Regions from separate parts of the Rattus norvegicus genome. Here region 1 is linked to region 2. The links are chromatin contacts, called in public Hi-C maps. All regions are on one chromosome and are shown on one strand. The core of a region is the stretch at or near the end of the contact, and the rest is flanking DNA. Distances in the headings are between cores, read along the strand shown. Region 1 has its middle 18 kb from the start of Fyb2. Region 2 holds the start of Prpmp5l1 (proline-rich protein MP5 like 1).

The links. A called contact is a pair of places that touch in the nucleus more often than the background predicts.
Region 1: a contact with region 2 is called in a Hi-C map of Schwann cells, with 12 times the contacts expected there. The contact joins the enhancer-like site here to the promoter of Prpmp5l1 in region 2. A contact is called at or near these places in 2 of 12 Hi-C or Micro-C datasets (Schwann cells and frontal cortex).

The regions. Positions count from the first base shown.
Region 1 is chr5:124,886,316-124,890,139 of GRCr8, reverse strand. No RefSeq gene overlaps it. Among named protein-coding and RNA genes, the nearest start is that of Fyb2, 18 kb to the left of the region's middle. Within about 2 kb of position 1,324, at least 4 of the 93 cell types and tissues checked have an H3K27ac peak or open chromatin away from gene starts, as enhancers often do. A contact at or near this core is called in Schwann cells, where this site is marked.
Region 2 is chr5:124,368,018-124,372,074 of GRCr8, reverse strand. Prpmp5l1 (proline-rich protein MP5 like 1) reads left to right here and starts at 1,807. Exons shown (of 1, transcript XM_008763963.1): 1 at 1,807-2,496. The coding sequence starts at 1,807. The coding sequence ends at 2,496. Dab1 (DAB adaptor protein 1) reads right to left here and starts at 2,142. Exons shown (of 15, transcript NM_153621.2): 1 at 1,982-2,142.

The DNA.
Region 1 (3,824 bases), core at 75-2,574, 520 kb before region 2:
AAAGATACTGTGAATTTGAAAGAGCAAGGAGGGGCATATGGGAGAGTTTGGAGGGAGGAAAAATACAGAGAGAATGATATAAATTATATCATAATCTCAAAAATGAAAATAAGTATGTTTCAAACAAGAGATGAGTCCACTTTTTTTTTTCTTCTTGGTTCTTTTTTTCGGAGCTGGGGATCGAACCCAGGGCCTTGCGCTTCCTAGGCAAGCGCTCTACCACTGAGCTAAATCCCCAACCCCAGAGTCCACTTTCCTCCTGTGACATCTTGGAGTATTCCTTTGCCATTTGTGTGGACACGGAGACAGAGTGGGAGCCTTCCCGGGTGCTTGAGAGTTAGGTCAATAAGGGTTGCAGCGAGCTCTTCCGCCCACTGTCTGGAATCGCCACTTAAGTCTCTAGCTACCTGAGAAGAAGGCAAGGGATCACAGTCTCTCCAGAGGAAGGGGGGTATGTATCTGCTATTACAGTGGAGGACTGTCCTTCCCGGGACCCTGCCTCCGACCCAGGGGTCTATGCTGAGCCAGTAGTGTCCTCTCTTTCTCCATCTCTCCACAGCACTCCTCCCACACACACATTCACATGGAGTTATCCCTTCAATATCTTGTCACCGTGATTCTCTGACAGCCAACTTGCATTTCACTCCTCTGTATCTTCTAAAGCAAAGAAGAAACTCCCAGTTTCCCTGACATTTGATAGAACCGGGGATGCTCTTACTACCTCAGAGACGCTCAGCCTGATAATGTATATGAGGAATAGATCATTTACTTACGCTCAAAGCAGATGGACTTTATAAGGAGAAGTACTCTGTAACGCAGACATGGCTGGGAAGAATAAATCAAATCTTTCTGTGTACTTAGGGGAAAAGGAATTATTCAAATGTAGCCTACAGCTTCAGGTCCATTTATGGAGCCTGCAATCCTAAATAGTGACCACCAGGGGGAGCACTAGTCCCATCTCTACACGGGTTCTATTTTTAGAGACTCATACTTGCCTCAAGGAAGAAACCAAAGAAATAAGACTATAATACTTTTTTTTTTAAATCGGACCAACTTATAAATTATTTGTGAGTCCAATAAAAGGCAATTATCAACATTTCCTACTATTTCAAGAGTAATATATTCTATGTTAGAAAAAGATTCAATTTATTCCTTGGCTATGATTCAGATGACAGAAAATTGGAGGCAACTGAACCAAAAGACTGTTCTCCTGTGTAAATCTGTCTTTAAAACCCAAATCATGTGCTTAGGAGAGTGCTCGCTATGACATAAGGAGCCATTGTCTTCAAGGTCCCCTCTCGTCACAGTCACTCGGACAAGCTGTGCCCTTGCTAGGTATGATGTCATAGGACCCTGTGGACAAAACCCAGTCTGTGGCATTCTCTGGTCACCTCAGTACAAGCAGCCTCTGAGGAACTTAGAGAGTTGAAGCATGAGGCCTGGGGGAAGGGGGGATTGCAGACATGTAACAGACTTCCAGGATTCTAGGGGTCAAATCAAAGTTCACAGAATCAAGGACAAGAGGACATTTGTATGAGCAAAGCCCGGAGCCCTGGCACAAGGTCTGCTGCAGAGCCATGCAGTAAGGAAAGCACTGCCAGTCAACTGAACCTCGCCTTTCTGAGGCAGCGAAACTGAGCCTTTGGGCAAACCATCTTCAGGCTGTGCACAGCGGTTCTCTCAGATTGAGTCTCAATATGAGATGCAGTCTTTGTGTCTGTGTGTCTGTGTTTGTGTGTGTGTGTGTGTGTGTGTGTGTGTGTGTGTGTGTGTGTGTGGCCATCACAGGTGGTCAACCAATACCAATTTTCTTCCTGGAAAAGGTTTTGCATTTTCCTAAATACAGTCACAAATACATGGGACCTCTTTGTTTTCACAGATTCTGAGTCTGAGGCTCAGGTGCCTAAGGATTTCCTTTGAAGTCCTAAATGGTTGGGTGACAGAGGACTCACCTGGGCATTGGGCTCTCCTCCTAAATCCCTTGGCTTTAAAGAAGGCCTGTTGTTAGAGGTGTGAGAATTTGGACGCTTATCTGAACTGAGAAGTACTTTTTCTCATGAATGGTCAAGAAAGGTCCAGACAGTTGGAATGAGAGCATGTGGAGGTCTCTCACCCAACTGCATGGACTAGAAGGAGCTGCTTCCCTTGGTTATGTGATGAGCAGATCACATGGACAGAAGAAGATGAGCTGCTAGACCAACCTCAATGACTGTGCCCACCTCCAATCCTTATATTGGGCCTAATCCTCAGTGTGCTTGTGTTTGATAAGATCAGGAGGGTAGAGCCGTTCTGAATCCAATTGACATCTACCTCCTGTCCCACATGACAACAATGAGGAGCTGGTTGTGTCCTAGAACATGGTTTCTGCTCAGACACACATCTGTCTACCTGTGTCTTGATTGTAGATTGCTTGGTCTCTAGAATGGTGGGAAAGAAAGGTCTTCTTATTTAAGCCATTTGGTTTGTGGCATTCTGTCACAGAAGCCCAGAGAGACTAAACAAGCTAGAATCTGAGGGACTTGGAGAAGCATTAGGGCACCATTGGCAGACACATTGCAGATGTCCAGAAGTTAAGGGTGCCACGATAGTGGTCCGGAATGAAGGAAAGGGGGCTATTGGACAAGGAAGGTCCTGACACAAGGTTTGCTGTGAGATTTCATGCTGGAGCAGCACAAGTCCCACAGAGTGGGCTGACCATTCAACAATTCTTGCTCTAGTTTTCAGTGTGGTCACTGTGTTTGCCCATGTTCCATCCTCAGACATCATATTCCTCTCAGCAGCTCATTCTCAACTTCCCTCCTACCTTTCTACCTTCCTTAACCTTTCTCTGCACTCAGGAAGACTGAGTTACAGAGAACCATGACCTGGACGGTGCTGGCAGGTTCTAGTTAGAAGCTCTAGTGTGAAGTCCCAAGGTGAGATAAGATGGTCACAGCAAAAGGACTGGAAGAGCTTGAAGGGGCTCGAGACCCCATATGTACAACAATGCCAAGCAACCAGAGCTTCCAGGGACTAAGCCACTACCCAAAGACTATACATGGACTGACCCTGGACTCTGACCTCATAGGTAGCAATGAATATCCTAGTAAGAGCACCAGTGGAAGGGGAAGCCCTGGGTCCTGCTAAGACTGAAACCCCAGTGAACTAGACTGTTAGGGGAGGGTGGTAATGGGGGGAGGATGGGGAGGGGAACACCCATAAAGAAGGGGAGGGGGAGGGGTTAGGGGTCTGTTGGCCCGGAAACCGGGAAAGGGAATAACACTCGAAATGTAAATAAGAAATACTCAAGTTAATTAAAAAAAAAAAAAAAAAGATGGTCACAGCATCTCTCCTGCCTCCTATTGTGTGGCTGGTCATAGGCAGTCCCGGAGTATTGGTCTTCTTGTACTTCCTTATGCCTTGGCTTTGGGGTGTGCCAGAAACTCCTCTCGTGGTAAGGGTACCAGTTCTTCCTGGTTTGATCTCATCTCATTGGTTTCTTCAACCCCGTCCTCACCTCCCTGAGAGGTTCAGTTCTTAACCATTCTCCTTTCGAGCCTTGTGGGTAAATTATTTTCCACCAAGGCACAACTTTTATATTATGCCTTTGTACATGCTTATTCATTGCCTTGTTTGAAAAGGAAATTATAGCTTATTAACAGTATATTAAATGTGAAACCTTGTCAGTTAAAGCAATGAGGAGAAGGCATGCAGAAAGGCACACGCTGGAAGTAAAGGGGAAGCTGAGACAGTTGCCTGGCTTTATAACCTCTCCACAAGATCATTAGCAAGACATAAACAGGTCCCCTCGCCCTCATGATTCCTAGATAAAGCATAGCATTGAC
Region 2 (4,057 bases), core at 558-3,057:
GAGGGAAGGAGATGGGAAGGGGGCGTTTGTCTAACCTCACCGGATAGCACTTCTCTCTTTTTCCCTGTGCAACTCAGTATCCCATCCAGAATTGCTCATCGTGGAGATGATAAAAAACAATGGGTGCTAATTCAGGGGGTGGGGATGGTTTATAATTTTATGGATTCCCCGAAGACCCATAATTGGCACATGAATGTACAAGCGTGAACTGGATAATTAGGAGGTTCTGAACGTAAGCCACCTTTAATTTATATGATTACTTTGCAAACATGTTAAGTGCTGGGAAGTGTCAGTGGAACCCCCACAAAGCCTTTATTCAAAACCATCAACACTGTGAAAGTGTGTCTAATGGGCCAGCTCCACGCGAGGAGATCGGGGAAGAAGGAAGAAGCAGTGACAAGGATGCTCTCACCTCCGGGGTTTGGCAGAGGGAGGCATTGTGGCACCCTACAGGAGGCCTCTGGGCAGAGAAAGGCGCTCCGGCCTCCCCCGCAATCTCTCCTCCATTCCGGGCGCTCTCTCTCTCTCTCTCTCTCTCTCTCTCTCTTCTTTTCTCTTCTTTTCTTTTCTTTTCTTTTCTTTCTCCCCTTCCATCCACACACACACCACCACCACCACCACGCTGCCTCGCATCCTGCCTTAGAAACACGTATCAGAGCTAGCACTCGCCCGCGCCGCGGCGCTCTCCAAGTCTCCAGCGCCTGACAGTCGCCTAGAGTCCTGGGCTCCCCACCCCCATCCCATTCCTTCACTCTCCTAGCCCAGGCGGAAATACCCCGCAGACCCCCAACAATGAGGATTTGTGTGATGCAGATGGGGGTTGGGGCGGGTTTCCAACGAGTGAAACGCAGCGTGCAGGGTCGGCTACTAGACCGTGCGGCAGCCTAGACGCACCAGTTTGCCAAGCAGCTTTCTCTGCCCACCCACCCCACCCGATCCACTAGCACCACCCTCAAAAGAAATAGTGAAAGAAAGAAAGAAAGAAAGAAAAAGCGCCTTTAAAAGTGCAGTAAAGACTCACCCTCCCACCAGGGGTCACAAGCATACTACACGGGATGGATGCAGAAGCAGTGACCAGCAGGGTGTGGAAATACACTTTGTAGACTCACCAAGTACCTTCCTGGAGCCTTAACACAAAACTACCCCTAAATCAGGACTCCCTGACTCCAGGTTCCTTTGATGGCTTGGACTGAATCGTAGAGCTCCTTTACGAAACTAGCCACGAAGAATCAAAGTTTCCCCAGCATGAAAATCCTTGTCTTGCGATCGAGAGAGTGGGGTACGGAGTTGTGGGAGAAGAGGGCCGGATGCGAGGGGAGTGGCTGGTGACCAAGGGCCTGAGGACTGAGTAGTGGAGAGAGCGCGACAGGGAACACCGAGACGCAGGACCCTTAGAAAGGTTTTGGTCCAGCGCCGGTGTCCCCGGAAAGGGTTGGTTTCATTGGGAAGAGTCCGGTTGATGGAGAGGTCGAGGCAGAGCCAAAGCGTTGCCGGGATGTAGGGAAGTGAGAACTCGGGTTGCGCGGAGTGGGTAAGAGGTCCGACCCGCGAGTACCACTAGCAAGGCAGGGAGGAGGCTTAGGGAGAACTCGGCAAGTCCTAGAGTGGGAGAAGACAGACTCGGGTGGCTAGAGTCGGAGGAGGATGCAGGGGGTCTGGCGACAGGGTCTCCGGTAGGCAAGCCTAAGGAGAGGATCGCGAGTGTTCAGAAGTAGGGCGAAGGAAGTGGGGACCAGCCGGAAAGGAGACGCAGGGTAGCTTCCCAAGCAAGTGGTGGGAGATGATAGAAAACTGCGGCACTCGCTAATGCACCGCACCTCGCGCCAAACTCCCGAGAGACGCGCCCCGAATGCCATCCTCAGTACCCGGGCTCGCGGGCCCCAGTCGAGCTACCCGGGCTCGCGGAAGCCGGGTGTCTCCGCGAGCCACCTGCGCTCGCTCAACTCCGGGTCTCCCGCGTGCCCCCCGCCGCGCCTCTCACCTCGGCTCCCCCGGAGCATCCTCCTCCGCTGCCGCAGCCGCCCCGGACAAGGCTCTCCATGCCCTGCGGGCGGCCGCACTCAGACGCGCTCTCCAGCCCCGGGAAGCCCGGGTGAGCGCCTAGCTGGGTCCATCCTCCCCGGGAAGCGACGGGCGCGCGTCAGAGCAGGGGGAGGAGACCGGCCCCCGTGCGGTGCTCAGACCCGCCTCCTCCAGCGGCCCCCGCCCCGCGTTAGCCCCGCCACTCACCTGCCACTGAGCGTCCCAAGCCCTTCCTCGCCGGCTCCCTCTCCCGCCCGGGCTCTCTGTTCGCCGCCAGAACGCGTTCCGAGCGACAGCTCAGTGGAGTCGCCGCGGCGCCGACGAAGGGGAAGAGCCAACGAGCGGGCGAGCGGGGGCGCCGCGGCTCGCGGTCGCGCTTCTCCAGTCCTCTCGCTCGCCCCCCATCCCGGGAGTAGAGACCGATTGGAGCCGAGAACCTGGGGTCCCCGCCCTGCCGTTCGTCGCAGGGGGTAGGGGGATTGCGCTGCGAGCGGGCCACGTTCCTAGGCAGCCGCTGCAGCCTCCTCCCGGACTCCGCGTTTCTCCAGTGCCTGCTTTTAGCCAAGCCTCTACGCACACAAGTAGACAGGGCACAGAGCCAAGCGGAGGCCGCGCGAGCTTCTTGCCCCGAGCCCCTTGGCAGAAGGGGGCGCTCTCTCCCAGCCGCCCAGGCCCGCTTCACCCCGCCTTTTATTGACCTTTCCCAGGCAAAGTTGGCCTTCACCTGTCACTTTTTCAGCACCTCTCTGTAGCCTCCTCTGCCCCTGAGGGCACGCAGGCCCCAGTTAACTTGTTTTCCCTACTCCATTCTTAGAATGCAGGGCAGTAGACCCTCTTGTAAATTAGAGAAGGGGTCCTACCTTACAAAGATCTCAGAAACACCGAGTGGCAAAAAATAATTGGATTAGTCGGAAATTCTTCCACCTTGAGATTGGATTCGGCTTTGTCAACGCCAGTGTGGCACGCACGTCTCCAGAGGCTTGAATGCTTGGTGGGAAGGGGGAGTGTGAAAATCACCTGCTGCCTGTCTCTGGGAGCTAGGAGAAGTTTAAAGTCTGCTCTTCTTTTGAGGGGCCACACACCTGCCTCCCAGCTGGGCAGTAATAAAGCTAATGCAGCAGCTTGTTTTGGGGTGGCCGGATTTTTTTTCTGGTAGCTTCTGTTATTCACCCATGAAAATTTAATGATGCATTTAGGGTTATTACCTCTAGAGTCAATGGGCTAAAAATATTTAGCCTAATGCACTGCTTGTGGAGTCAGTGGGTCTGTGGCTGGTTTGTACAAAATCATCTGGAGACCCTCCCTCCCTCCACAAAATTCACGATCCATTACACTTATCCCATAATAACAGCTCTGTACAAATGGAGGCCCTGCAAAACTTGGCTGTCAGGCACCTCTGAAAATATAGCAATTTACATAGAGACAAGAAAAAAAAATCCCGAGGTCATTGGCAGGATAGGATCTACCAAAAAGAGGATGATCGAAAGAAATTCTCCACAACTTGGCAGAGAGGTTCCATTCTTGATGGTTTCTGTCTACCTCTGGGGAGGCTGTCAGTCTTATGGTGGGATCAGGGAATCCCCACTGGATTTCTCTCCAACTTTTACAAAAGTTCTCAAAAGTGGGTAGAGTTGGGCACCAGGTCCTATACCTTGTGCGGAAGTTGAAATTGGCTGGGGAACAACTCAGCTGTGTTCAAGAAAACATTTCACTTCCGTTGTTTACAAAGAGAAGTCTCTGGGGTCTGAACTCAATACCGAGAAAAGAAAGAAATTTGAGACCTCCTGGAGGAAATAGGGGAGAGTATAGTTGAGTGCTGGTCATTTCTATGGGCTCGTGAATGCCACACTTTGGGCAAGTTGCATACGTCTGACTTGTTACAGACTCTACCAAAACAAAATTTAAAATTCCCTGATTTAAGGACAGCTTTGAAACGTCCATATACCTGCCTTTTAAGAGTACATGTCTGAAGTCCGACTTATAGCTGCCTCCTGCCTCCTGTCTTCACCAGACATTGGGGCTAGAGTCATCAGAG